2 separate regions of the Anser cygnoides genome follow, and region 1 is linked to region 2. The links are chromatin contacts, called in public Hi-C maps. All regions are on one chromosome and are shown on one strand. Each heading gives the region's core, a stretch centred on a gene start, on an enhancer-like site or on the middle of the called end of the contact. The rest is flanking DNA. Distances are from core to core; before and after follow the strand shown. Region 1 has its middle 25 kb from the start of TRIB1. Region 2 overlaps NSMCE2 (NSE2 (MMS21) homolog, SMC5-SMC6 complex SUMO ligase).

Region 1 (5,589 bases), core at 1,904-4,403, 66 kb after region 2:
TCCGATGCTGTAACCCTAGGTTCACCAGCTGATGTTACCAAGCACACGATACACAGCAGCAGCAGAAGCCTTGGAGATGACAGTGCAGCTGTGCCAAGGGGTCAGAGCTGGCAGTCCTCATCTGGGTTCAGACCTCCCAAAAACACCTTGGCAGTAGAGGAGGACATCAAGAGGCTCGGTGCTGAGCTCAGGAGAGATGAAACATCTTTTCCTTGTGAAAAAGCAGTGGGATGCAGAGACTCGAGGGGAGCCTGGGGGACGAACTGCCCCAGAGGTGACAGTCACAGCACCACAGACACAGGAGGGGGCTTAGGTGGATGTGGCTCCACAGCTGAGATCAGAAGTTTTGCAGGAGCAGAACCTATGAATAAATGCAAGGGATGTAACAAGCACCTTGTGAGACCATGAATAGATGAGCAGTGGCTATGGCTGCAGTGTCGAGCGGTGAGCATGCTGGAGCAGGAGGCTCTTTTTTTGCTATGACCATGCTGTGTAATTTTTCCAGATTGCTTGGTGCTGCTTTTTCTCATCACTGAGAAAAATTTCAATAATTTTCAAAGGGCATCATAAAGGGCAAAGACTCTCTCTTATTTTTTGTATGAAATACGTTTTGCAATATAAAAATAATTCTGATGCCTATGGCAAAATATCATGCTGATTCACTCGTGGATCAAGGACAACTCAATCTGGTTGATGCCGACAGCTTCAAGATTAATTAAGTTTGTGCTGCTGAATGCTCTTCAGTCACTGATTCAGCCAGCATTAACCAAGGGCTCTCCCAGACACACATCTTCATGTGGTGGTCAGACCCACAAGGCTTCCAATGGCACAGAAATAGCTGGGGGAGCTCCACGGGTGGGTTGTGCAGCCTGTGTTGAGCTCTGGCAAACTCCGAAACAGAGATACCTGTGCTGCTCCAACGTGGACATGTCCCAGCCATGCTGGCTGGGGGCTGCATGCTCAGAGGACACCGGCATGGAGCGAGGGCAATTCCATGGCGTGGAACGAGGTGCAGCAAAGATCTGGCTAGCTCCAGGTTGGAGAAGTCAGGCTGTATTTACATGATGTTGTCCACGAGCTCCCAAGCCCCAACTCTTGGCAGCTACGGCCTGATTTGTCTAGACTGCATCTGGACTCGACCTGGCTCCCCGCCAGCCTGAATGAATCTCTCAACACCACGCTTCCCACACGTCCAATCCTGGGATTAGCATGGGCAGAGAGAGCTCCCATCTATCTGCAGCAGCCAAAGCAGTCAGTCCTGTAGATGTTGATGCTGGAGTTGCTAGAACGCTTTTCTCCCAAACCCTTTGAAGCAGACGCATCTTGTTTTACATTTGCAAGGGATGCCTGTCCTTGACTGGCATGCCTTGGCGATACTGCAATGTAAATACTAACAACATGCCTATAAATACATATTTTCTAGCTGCTGAGCCAAAAGTGAACAAGGTCCATAGAGAGGCATAGAGACGTTTCACTGGTTTTACAGTGAGACATTTATTTTTGTTCTGAATAAAAAAAAATACAATCTAACAGAAAGACTTCAGGTCATAATTGACTCTCAGACTATGTCCATATTAGTATACTAAGCAGCATGCATTCCTGGGCCCTATACACAATCATCCATGCTATTTAGTACTTAAAATGTTCCATTGTGCAGTTCTGGCCAGTGTGAACTAGTAGGCTCCCAAACAATTCCCAGGCATGGTTGTTTGGGAGTCAACACAGTTTGTTCAGCTTACAGTGGGCAGGTTGGATATGGCTACCTTGTTTTGATGGACAAGGGAATTTAACTGTACGGACATGGTGCTCCATGCCAGCTGGCCTCAGGGCCAGAAATGGTCCCAAGCACATTTATTTTACTGTATAGGCATAGCCTTTGGTTGGACCACTTAGTTAAGTGTGTATAAGCAGGTAATTAGGATTGCACAATTGTTGCTTGGATTAATTTTGAAAGCCAGATCTTTAAAAGAGGGTGGGTGCTCAGCACCCAATACGCACCCTCTTTTAAAACAGAAGCAGTAATTGAGTGTAATAAGCACTTGAAAACCTAGCCCCAGGGGTCTATGTAAGGCTGGTAGAATTCAATAGGAGTAGTTGACTTGGCTATTTCCATGGTGGTTTGGGTTGGGTTTTTTTGTTTGTTTGTTTTATCTTTATGGCAGTTTTTGAAATTTGTGGCTTATTGTGGCTGGCCAAATGGATGTGAAAGTAAAGAAAACAGGCTCAACATTTTTCTTCAGAGAAAACTGCCAAGCTAGAAAGTGGAATCCTTGAGAGTCCAGAAGGAAAAAAGAACACGAATGGTCAAAAATGAAGGCCTGCAGCTATTGGAGCATCATCAGTTCTGGCTGCTGGAGGCCTGGTCCACAGCACTATGATCATGGAAGCAGGTGATTTTAAGTGATAATTTAGATAGCGTTAATTAGCTCTCTTAAAACAAAACACAACAAAACAAAGCAAAAAAACCCACCTTACATTTTTCATTAAGAATCATAATAGGATTTCTTTCTCTAAGCAAAATACTTTTTTTCGTATTTCTTCAGCTTATTAAATTACCTAATGTTCTTTAACCTACATTAGGTTAATAGCAAGGGAGATTTTAAATGGAACTGGATGTGATTTAGCATGTTTTCCCTTCATCAGTCTGATTACTTGGAGACCACATTCCTCAAACTCTTTCCTGCTGTGTTGGTCATTCAGCATAGCCCCAGGACTGGGATAAATCCTGGATTACAGTACGTTTCTGTCAGACTCATGACCCTGCATGTAGCTGCAGACACTCTAGTTGGGCTTTTGACCCCTTTTATTGGGAACCATGGTGTTAGTGTCAAATTCTTGAAAGTGTTCTGCAGTTGCAGTTGGCTCTATCTTAAGTGGGCAGACAAGGTTGAGGGTTTTCTGATTCAGTTTATCTGTCTGCAAAATGAATATAATGCTGATTATCATGCACAAAATCTTATTCTGTATATAGAGCCTTTCCTCCCTCCTTGTAGGGTCTCAAAACCTATTGAAAATGTCACAAATAGTTCCCAGAGGTCACTTTATCTCCTGCTGAAGTACAGCCAGCTTTGGAGTGATCTGAGGCAAATATTTAACATTCCAGAGCAACAATTTAGGCTAGGAAGTGGAAAGGAAAGCCTCGTTCAATTGAAACTAGAGAGAGATGTCAGATAGGCGGGATGTAAATACCTAAATTGTGCTTTGATTAATTACAGCTACCTCCCTGAGGTAGTCATAAGCTCGGTCACCTTTTATAAACAGTCATAAGAGGAAAGGAACTATAGAAAGGGAATTCCAGAATCATCCTTCGCAAACATGAATGAGTTAAACACTATCTGATAAGAAGGCAGTGTTTTGGGTTTTATTTTCAAAACATCCCATGTGTAAATGAGTAATGCAACGTTCAACCTCTTGAGCAAGTGGCCATGTACATAACAAGCTGTTTACTCAAGATACTTCCATCAAACACTATCAGGTTGCCTAACTAAGTTTGCAAGCAAATGTTACAAGACCCCCATTGCAACAGGTACCGACTGCAAAGGCCTCACACAAAAGTCTAAGAAAGGATTAAAGCTAAATGTGACACAGCTAGATAGTGGGCATTGACGTACAGAAATGTTATCTCTGGGAAAACAGGGGCCGGTGACAGTCAGGCTGCTGGAAAATAAAGCCTGTCAGGGAGCCAGCAAGTGTAATACTGGAGGGAAAACCTGCCAGTCAGGGGAAAGGTGAGAGAGGGGAAAGGTTTAGTGGGAGATTTTGCCCTTTTCTGAGACTGATTATATCCTTCACAGCACATAGCCTGGAGCGATTTGATTTGATTTGACTGCTCAAGGCAGTCTGGCCTGGAAGTACATGTACTCTGCAAGAGCATGCACGATTTGCTTTTAAAATTACATCTGATAAATGACACCCATGATAAAACGTACCAGTTTATCTCAAAAAAAAAAAAAAAAAAAGCAAAAGCAAAAGCAGAGCGGTAATCAGGAGAAAAGTTCATAACAAAATGCCAGGATATAGATATATTATTCTGAAGCCAATTACTCTCCAGTACTGGAAATCTAAGATACCTGCATATTAAAATTCTTAGTTTTTCCATGTTTTGGCACAGGAGCCATCAATTTCTGCTAGTCAGACATTATTCCCCAAGTGCTGACATTTAGAGGTAGGCATTTTGAAGGTGTTATTCAAATTTACCCATACATTAGTAGGTCAATGCCCTCTGTCCTAATCAAAACAGGAAGGGATAACTCATGCATCAGAGACTTGGAGCTGGGACAAGAGTCTCAGAAACCTGGTCAGTACTGAGGTTCCGATCTGAAGCTTTGATCCATCTGCATCTTTGACACATCTTTTTTCTCTCTAGTCTCTCCCATGAAGTAGCCATCCTTTCGGCAACATTAAAATCAGATAAATGTTTAAAATGAGGATTATAGGTGTGGAGAAGGAAGAGATGGAATCATGACCACTTTCCATATCCTGGAAAAAATCTGGAAGAAATATCAAACAAACCACCTGCAAGCACAAGAGATGAGCAGCAGTCAACATGGAGTTGTTAAAAGCAACTCACATAAAATCAATCTTTCGTTTTATAGTAGGGTAAAAGGTTTAGGGAATGGGGAGAGTTTCCATCTCAACTTTTGTCTTAACATAGTCCCATATGACAAGCAAATATGCTCTAGAATAAATTACTGATGTTGTAGCTAGCTTGTTTCCTAGCTTGTCCTCAGAAAATATTCTATTATTTTAACCATGAATTAATCACTATCAATATGAAAAACTGTAGCCAGTGGAGTTCTGAAAGGGTCTGCCCTGGGTCATACTCTTCTATAATGATTTGGGTAATGACAAAGCTGCACATACTCAGGAGGCCATGGTCAGAATTCAAAATGTTTGGGACAAATTGCAGAAATGAGATGAAAAAGGAAGAGTTTAGTGGTGCAGGTGCAAAATGCTACAAGTGAGCAGAAATAGAGTAACAAGACCAATTTTGGACGTGGAACAATTTTTTAACCTTCAGTTCTCTTTTGAGAAGACTGTAGGGTTATAGTAGATCACATGCTGAACATGAATCAGCTGTGTCATTGGATTGCAAAAGAAGCAAACATTGTATTGGGTTCTGGTAAAAGGAATGTAGCTTGAAAGATGGATGAAGTCATCCTTCTGCTCCACTTATCATTCGTGAGGCATTGGCTGTGGTATTATATTGAGTCTGGGGCACTTCAGTAAAGATATGGGCCAACCGGGGAGAGCCCAGAAGGGGGAAATAGGAAAGATCAGCCATCTGAAAAGAATTACTTTGTCATGCTGAGACTGAAGAAATTGCAGTCAGCTTAGAGAGAAGACTGACAGGGAACACAACAGCATTCTGCAAACACAGAAGGACTATTTAGTCTTTTGGAAATGTAGGATGCACTACGGAAAACAAAAACAGTGGCTTAAATTTCATCAGGAAAGATTCAGATTAGTCACTGGGAAAAAAAATCTAATGATGAAAGACAATGAAACACTAGAATCAATTGTTATGGTAGAGCTTGCAGGACAAGATGCACAAATGCGTCAGAATTACACAGGTACAGCTTATTCTTT
Region 2 (5,348 bases), core at 1,474-3,973:
GACCCAGAAAAACAAGATTTACTTCCACCAAAGTATTTTTGGGGACTCAGCTCTCATGGGTTTCAGTGGAAGTTAGGCACATCATTATCTTTGTGGGTCTAGGTTTAAGTGATTTGTACAGGAACTTTCAGAAAGTGTGTCAGAACAGAGAAATAAATCCATTTCTCTCCTGTCACAGGTTAATACTTTTTTCTTCTGAACAGTTCTTTCTCAACAATGTCTCTTCCTATTTTCCCCGGTCAGTCTGTCTCTACACATACCTTACAGCAGAACATATGCCCAGAGGGTACTTGCTGCTGGGTATCTCTGGCTACAAGCACCCCTGGTGAAATGTCTGTTCACCAAAAGTAAAGCTGTGCAGATGAAACTTATCCCTAATGAGCAGGGACATAATTTTCAGAATTAGAGCGGCAGAACCCATAAAGCTTTCAGAAAGCCTTTAAAGTATTTCTGTTCAGGTGGCGAACAAGTTGACATTGTTGAATTTCCTAAGTATGAGAATAATTTCAGTAGATGTACTATTGAACTACAGAATTAGTCTGGTCTCCTGACCCGTTGCAGAAAATCTGAAATTGTTGTGGATAATAAAGTCTTTATCAGATTTGGAAAAAATAAGTCCCTTTCAGTGGCATATGAGGAGCTTTTTATTTCAAAAAGCAAGTAAATATGGACAAGGAGAGGATAAAATAAAGAAGAGAAGTAACAAATTTCATCATAAAGGAAAGTCAGTTTAAGGTGACTTGGGAATCCACTCAGGAAAAAACAGGTGTAACATAATAACTTGTTTTACTAAGTAAATTATAAATAAATAAATAAATAAATAAACTAGATGAGAATTGAAGAACTGTGTGAACTGTGGTATGCATCACCTTAGATTAATTCAGGATAGCAGAGGTAAGTCTAGAGATAATGCCTGCAGAAAAGAGGACTTCAACATACGTAGACGTGCTTGGGCTCTGAGACTTGTGCCTGCAGACACGGGCAGCTGGGCACTGCCAGCCCGGATCCAGCCCATCACAGGCACCGGGAGTGAGCGGGGGGCTCCTGCTTGGCAACCGGCAGTCTCCAGTCCCACAGGATTTGGTATCACAAATCAATGTGTTTCAGAAGGGTGAAATAAGTCATTTCTTGTAAGATATTTTTTGTTTGCTATACCTCGAGTGCTGTGTTCAGCTTTGGGCCCCTCAGTACCAGAAGGACATCGAGGCCCTGGAGCGTGCCCAGAGCAGGGCTACGAAGCTGGGGAAGGGCCTGGAGCACAAGTCCTGTGAGGAGCGGCTGAGGGAGCTGGGGGTGTTTGGTCTGGAGAAGAGGAGGCTCAGGGGAGACCTCACTGCACTCTACAGCTACCTAAAGGGAGGTTGTGATGAGGAGGGGGTCGGCCTCTTCTCTCAGGTAACTAATGATACGACTCGAGGAAATGGCCACAAGTTGCGCCTGGTGAGGTTCAGGTTGGAAATGAGAAGACATTTCTTCTCAGAAAGAGCAGTCAGGCATTGGGACGAGTTGCCCAGGGAGGTGGTGGAGTCACCGTCCCTGGGGGTGTTCAAGGAAAGGCTGGACGTGGTGCTTAGGGACATGGTTCAGTGGGTGACACTGGTGGTAGGGGGATGGTTGGACCAGGTGATCTTGAAGGTCATTTCCAACCTTAATGATTCTGTGATTCTATGACTCTAAAGTACACGTCAGAACAAGGACTCAGCTCATGAGGTCAAACGGGTGTTACAGCCAGAAGGCTTTGTCATCCTGCACTTGTATTCTGAGGAATAACTCCAGGGAGGAGAGTTCTGACCTTCCCACGAAGAGATCCCGGCAGCAGACTAACTTCCTTCTGGAAAGCCTTCTGAATCCCATGCTTTTCTTCCCACATGCTTCAGAAGCAGAATTTCAGCCTAACCCTCTCCAGGCAGATGTCGCCTCATTTTGTTACTGACAAACTGAGGGAGGAGGAAGGCCCAAAACAATGAGTGTTTTCTTTTCTGTGTCCCCAGATTCAGACCTCTGACAGTACAGCAAGAGGAAAAGGATCATGTTAAAAATGAACAGAGAAACCTAAGAGATAATATACAAATTATACATCCTCTCCATGAATGCTGTATTCATCTGCAGGGATCTTATCTTCAAAGGGAAACAGTTGAAGTAACATTTAGAGAGAGGCAGGAAAAATTATTAAAGACACAGAAAAACTTTCTTGTATGTAGAAATCTAGACTGGAAATGAAATGAAAGAAGAGAGGACCATAAGATAATGAATCATGCCAAGGAAACAAATTAGAGAGTGCTATTTACTCTTACTCCTTATTTCAGATAGAGATGTACTCTGCAGCATTCAGGTAGATTTTATTTAAACCTGCAGAGTGGAAAACTCTTCATTTTAAATGCAGCAGCTTAAAGCAATTCAATATAAAAGAGGTGTTTTTGGAATACCTCCTCGAATAAAAGTAAAAGGTATTCTGAAAACCCAGAAGCAAAGCCTTTACCAAAAAATTCAAAGATCGAATAGGAAGAAATCTCATGATAGGTTTTTAAAGGCAAGAAGACTTTAGACCTCAGTCTACCATGTTAAATAGCCAAATATTCAGATTGAAAGTGTTCATTACATATGTGGGAAAAGGAGACTTATAAATAATTCCAAGAAATGCTCAAAAATTAACACATGAATGATTTGGGGTCACATCTGTAAAGGTATCCACATTATTAAAAGCAGATCTCATCCAAAAAGAGTTAGTGGAGAACAGTGCTGCAAGGAAATTATTCAAGACTCTTGTTAACATCAAAACTATTGAGAGAAAAAAAAATATTCTGCAGTGAATAGAGAAAAAGGTATATTCGTCAACAGTGATTACAGATGACAGAAATAGTTCTGGCTCAGTTAGCAAGGTGTGTGTGTGTGCAATCATAAATGCAGGGGTGAATTTAGTAACAGGGTAATGATCACCTCCAATTCGGTGATGGCTACCACACTGCTGACAAGCGTGCAGCTGGAGCGTGATTACAAAAGTGTTCGATGTCCTTTCAGTCCACAGAGCAGCAGGTTCAGGTGACATGCTGAGTCACAAGTTTTACAGGAAATCAGTGAGGAAACAAATGAACCTTTAACTGACGTTATAGATGTTCGCTGGGTTAAGAAAACTATTGGAGGGTTAAAAAGAGGAAAACAACATCGTATTTCTTAAAACTAAGATCCACCTTATAAATCGAAGACAAGGGAAAATAATTCAATATCATGATTTCTCCTATGAAACCTGCAAATACGACAAACATTTGTGCTGTAGAAGTTCTGTGAGCAATGTCAATAGCACTGTTTACTGAAGTGTTCATGTTCATATTTGTATTTCACTTTGTAGAAACTCATCTCACCTACCTGTATTTTCGAGTCTGCTAACTTACTAAGCACACTTCTAGTATTGTTTGGGGGTTTTCTTGAGTGATTGCTTTGTTGTTCCTATTGTGTTTATTTTCAAGTTCCTCCCCACCCACCAATCTGTTTCCATAGCTATACTATTCATATTTATGTATGTATTTATGATTTTTATAGGCGAATGTGTTCTGTTCATCTCACTTAAGATTGGTATACCATTAGAGTGGGTACCGCATATACACATAGTAAGAAATAGCACCTGCTGAGAACAGATTATAGTCTAGGTGCAGAAATTCAGTACTATTCCTAATTGTTCCTAATTTTTATAAAGCAAAATCCCCAAAACTGTGGTAATGGCCAGATCTCCTGAGTCCCAAATTATTGCTTTACCACAAGATTGATGTGAGCCTTGGGGTGCTCTTCGGGAGAAATATTGATGGCCTCTACTCATGTTTTGTTGTTGTTGTTTTTTAATTATTATTTTTACTGTGTGATGGTTGGAGAACAGAGTGATGAAAAAGGTTCTTGTTTGGTTTTGTAAGTAATTAGTATTACACACTTTGAGTCCTATATTAAAGTAATACTGTTAAAACAAGATGGAAGATGTTGAATGGAAGACCCAAATCTCAATTAACCAAGCAAAACCACCCTGTCAGGAGCTGTAGGACAGAACTGAGAGTAACGTAAATTATTTTCTTTTAAAGTTAACTCATTAGATTGAAGAGGTTTTATTAAAATAGAGAAGCAAAATGTGATCATGTGCTATTTACTCATTTTTAGCAGAAGTTTCATTAAGCATACTTTATTTCATAAGTACTTGGAAGTGAGGTTTCACATCCTTTCTGAGTCTTTTGAAATATGGGCTCTTTTTGACATGGTAAATATCCAGCAGTCCCTTTGTCTAGCAGCACTTTTATTATTTTACTGTACAGAAACTATTAGAATTAGGGATTTTATTTTGAAGCAGAAAGATCATCTTCTGTAGGAGTGTAATGGAGGGCATCTGTAAAGTCTTCCCTGGGTTGCAGCAGAGTTTCTGCTCTTCTAATCTCTCTTGAACCTTCATCCATCACTATTCTCACTGTGAGATTCCATGTTTGGATGGGGTTTTTAGGATGACAACCAGCCCATTACTTGGTTATTTTCTTTCACTGCCACTGTTTATGTTTTTTTTTCTTCTGACTACATACAACTCCATTAAATAGTTTATTTTGGAGTTTCCTTTAAAATTGTGAAACTGGAAAAAAAATGGTAAAATTAGTTCCTCCTCAGCAGTTTCATTCAGAAAGTATAGCACATGATGAATGGTCTTGAAGATATCTACTGATTTTAGTATCCATCTTTGTTTGAAGTTGAATTTCCTTGCTTTAATCTAGTATTTCTCAGCATTGATACAGGAAATAGCTTCTTTGATATTCATGTACCGAAAATAACAATAGTCATTATCATGGGTACCATTGTGTCAGGACTGATGGGTGGCTGATGACTTTAGAAGCCTCTGCAACATAAACATGTGATAACTGCCTTTTACTTGATTATTACTGTATATATATATATATATTGTTTTTAATCAATATATCTTGAAGTGTGTTACCAACAAAGTCACCTCAGATGAGGAAATTCAGATTCTGAAAGAGAAAGTGGTTTGTTGAAGGTCACCCCAGCAGTTGGTTCAGCCTCAGGAATACAGCTAAATGTCATGGAAAAACTTATGAGGAAATGGATCTTTCTTTAATTCTGGTTTTGATGGCTCTAGTGAATGAGACGTTGAACCACGCTCTGAGTCATAATGACAGAATGATAAAGAGTGATCTATTCATTGGTCTCCAACAATCTTGTGCTATCAGCAGCACAGACATCCCACGGGGATTTTTGTTTGTTTGTTTTTCTAAAGTATGAAAATATGTATTTGAAAGACTGTTTTGTTATGCACACCAGAGCTTAGCTTCAGGAAAGAGTGAAGCTTTTCAAATATGTAAGAAAAGTAG

The links. A called contact is a pair of places that touch in the nucleus more often than the background predicts.
Region 1: a Hi-C map of liver shows a contact between it and region 2, with 4 times the contacts expected there. The contact joins two enhancer-like sites. A contact is called at or near these places in 2 of 7 Hi-C or Micro-C datasets (both in liver).

Annotation. Positions count from the first base shown.
Region 1 is chr2:152,323,113-152,328,701 of Taihu_goose_T2T_genome, forward strand. No RefSeq gene overlaps it. Among named protein-coding and RNA genes, the nearest start is that of TRIB1, 25 kb to the left of the region's middle. Within about 2 kb of position 3,154, at least 2 of the 3 cell types and tissues checked have open chromatin away from gene starts, as enhancers often do. A contact at or near this core is called in liver, where this site is marked.
Region 2 is chr2:152,257,293-152,262,640 of Taihu_goose_T2T_genome, forward strand. The region is part of intron 5 of NSMCE2 (NSE2 (MMS21) homolog, SMC5-SMC6 complex SUMO ligase); the gene reads left to right. Among named protein-coding and RNA genes, the nearest start is that of TRIB1, 41 kb to the right of the region's middle. Within about 2 kb of position 2,724, at least 2 of the 3 cell types and tissues checked have open chromatin away from gene starts, as enhancers often do. A contact at or near this core is called in liver, where this site is marked.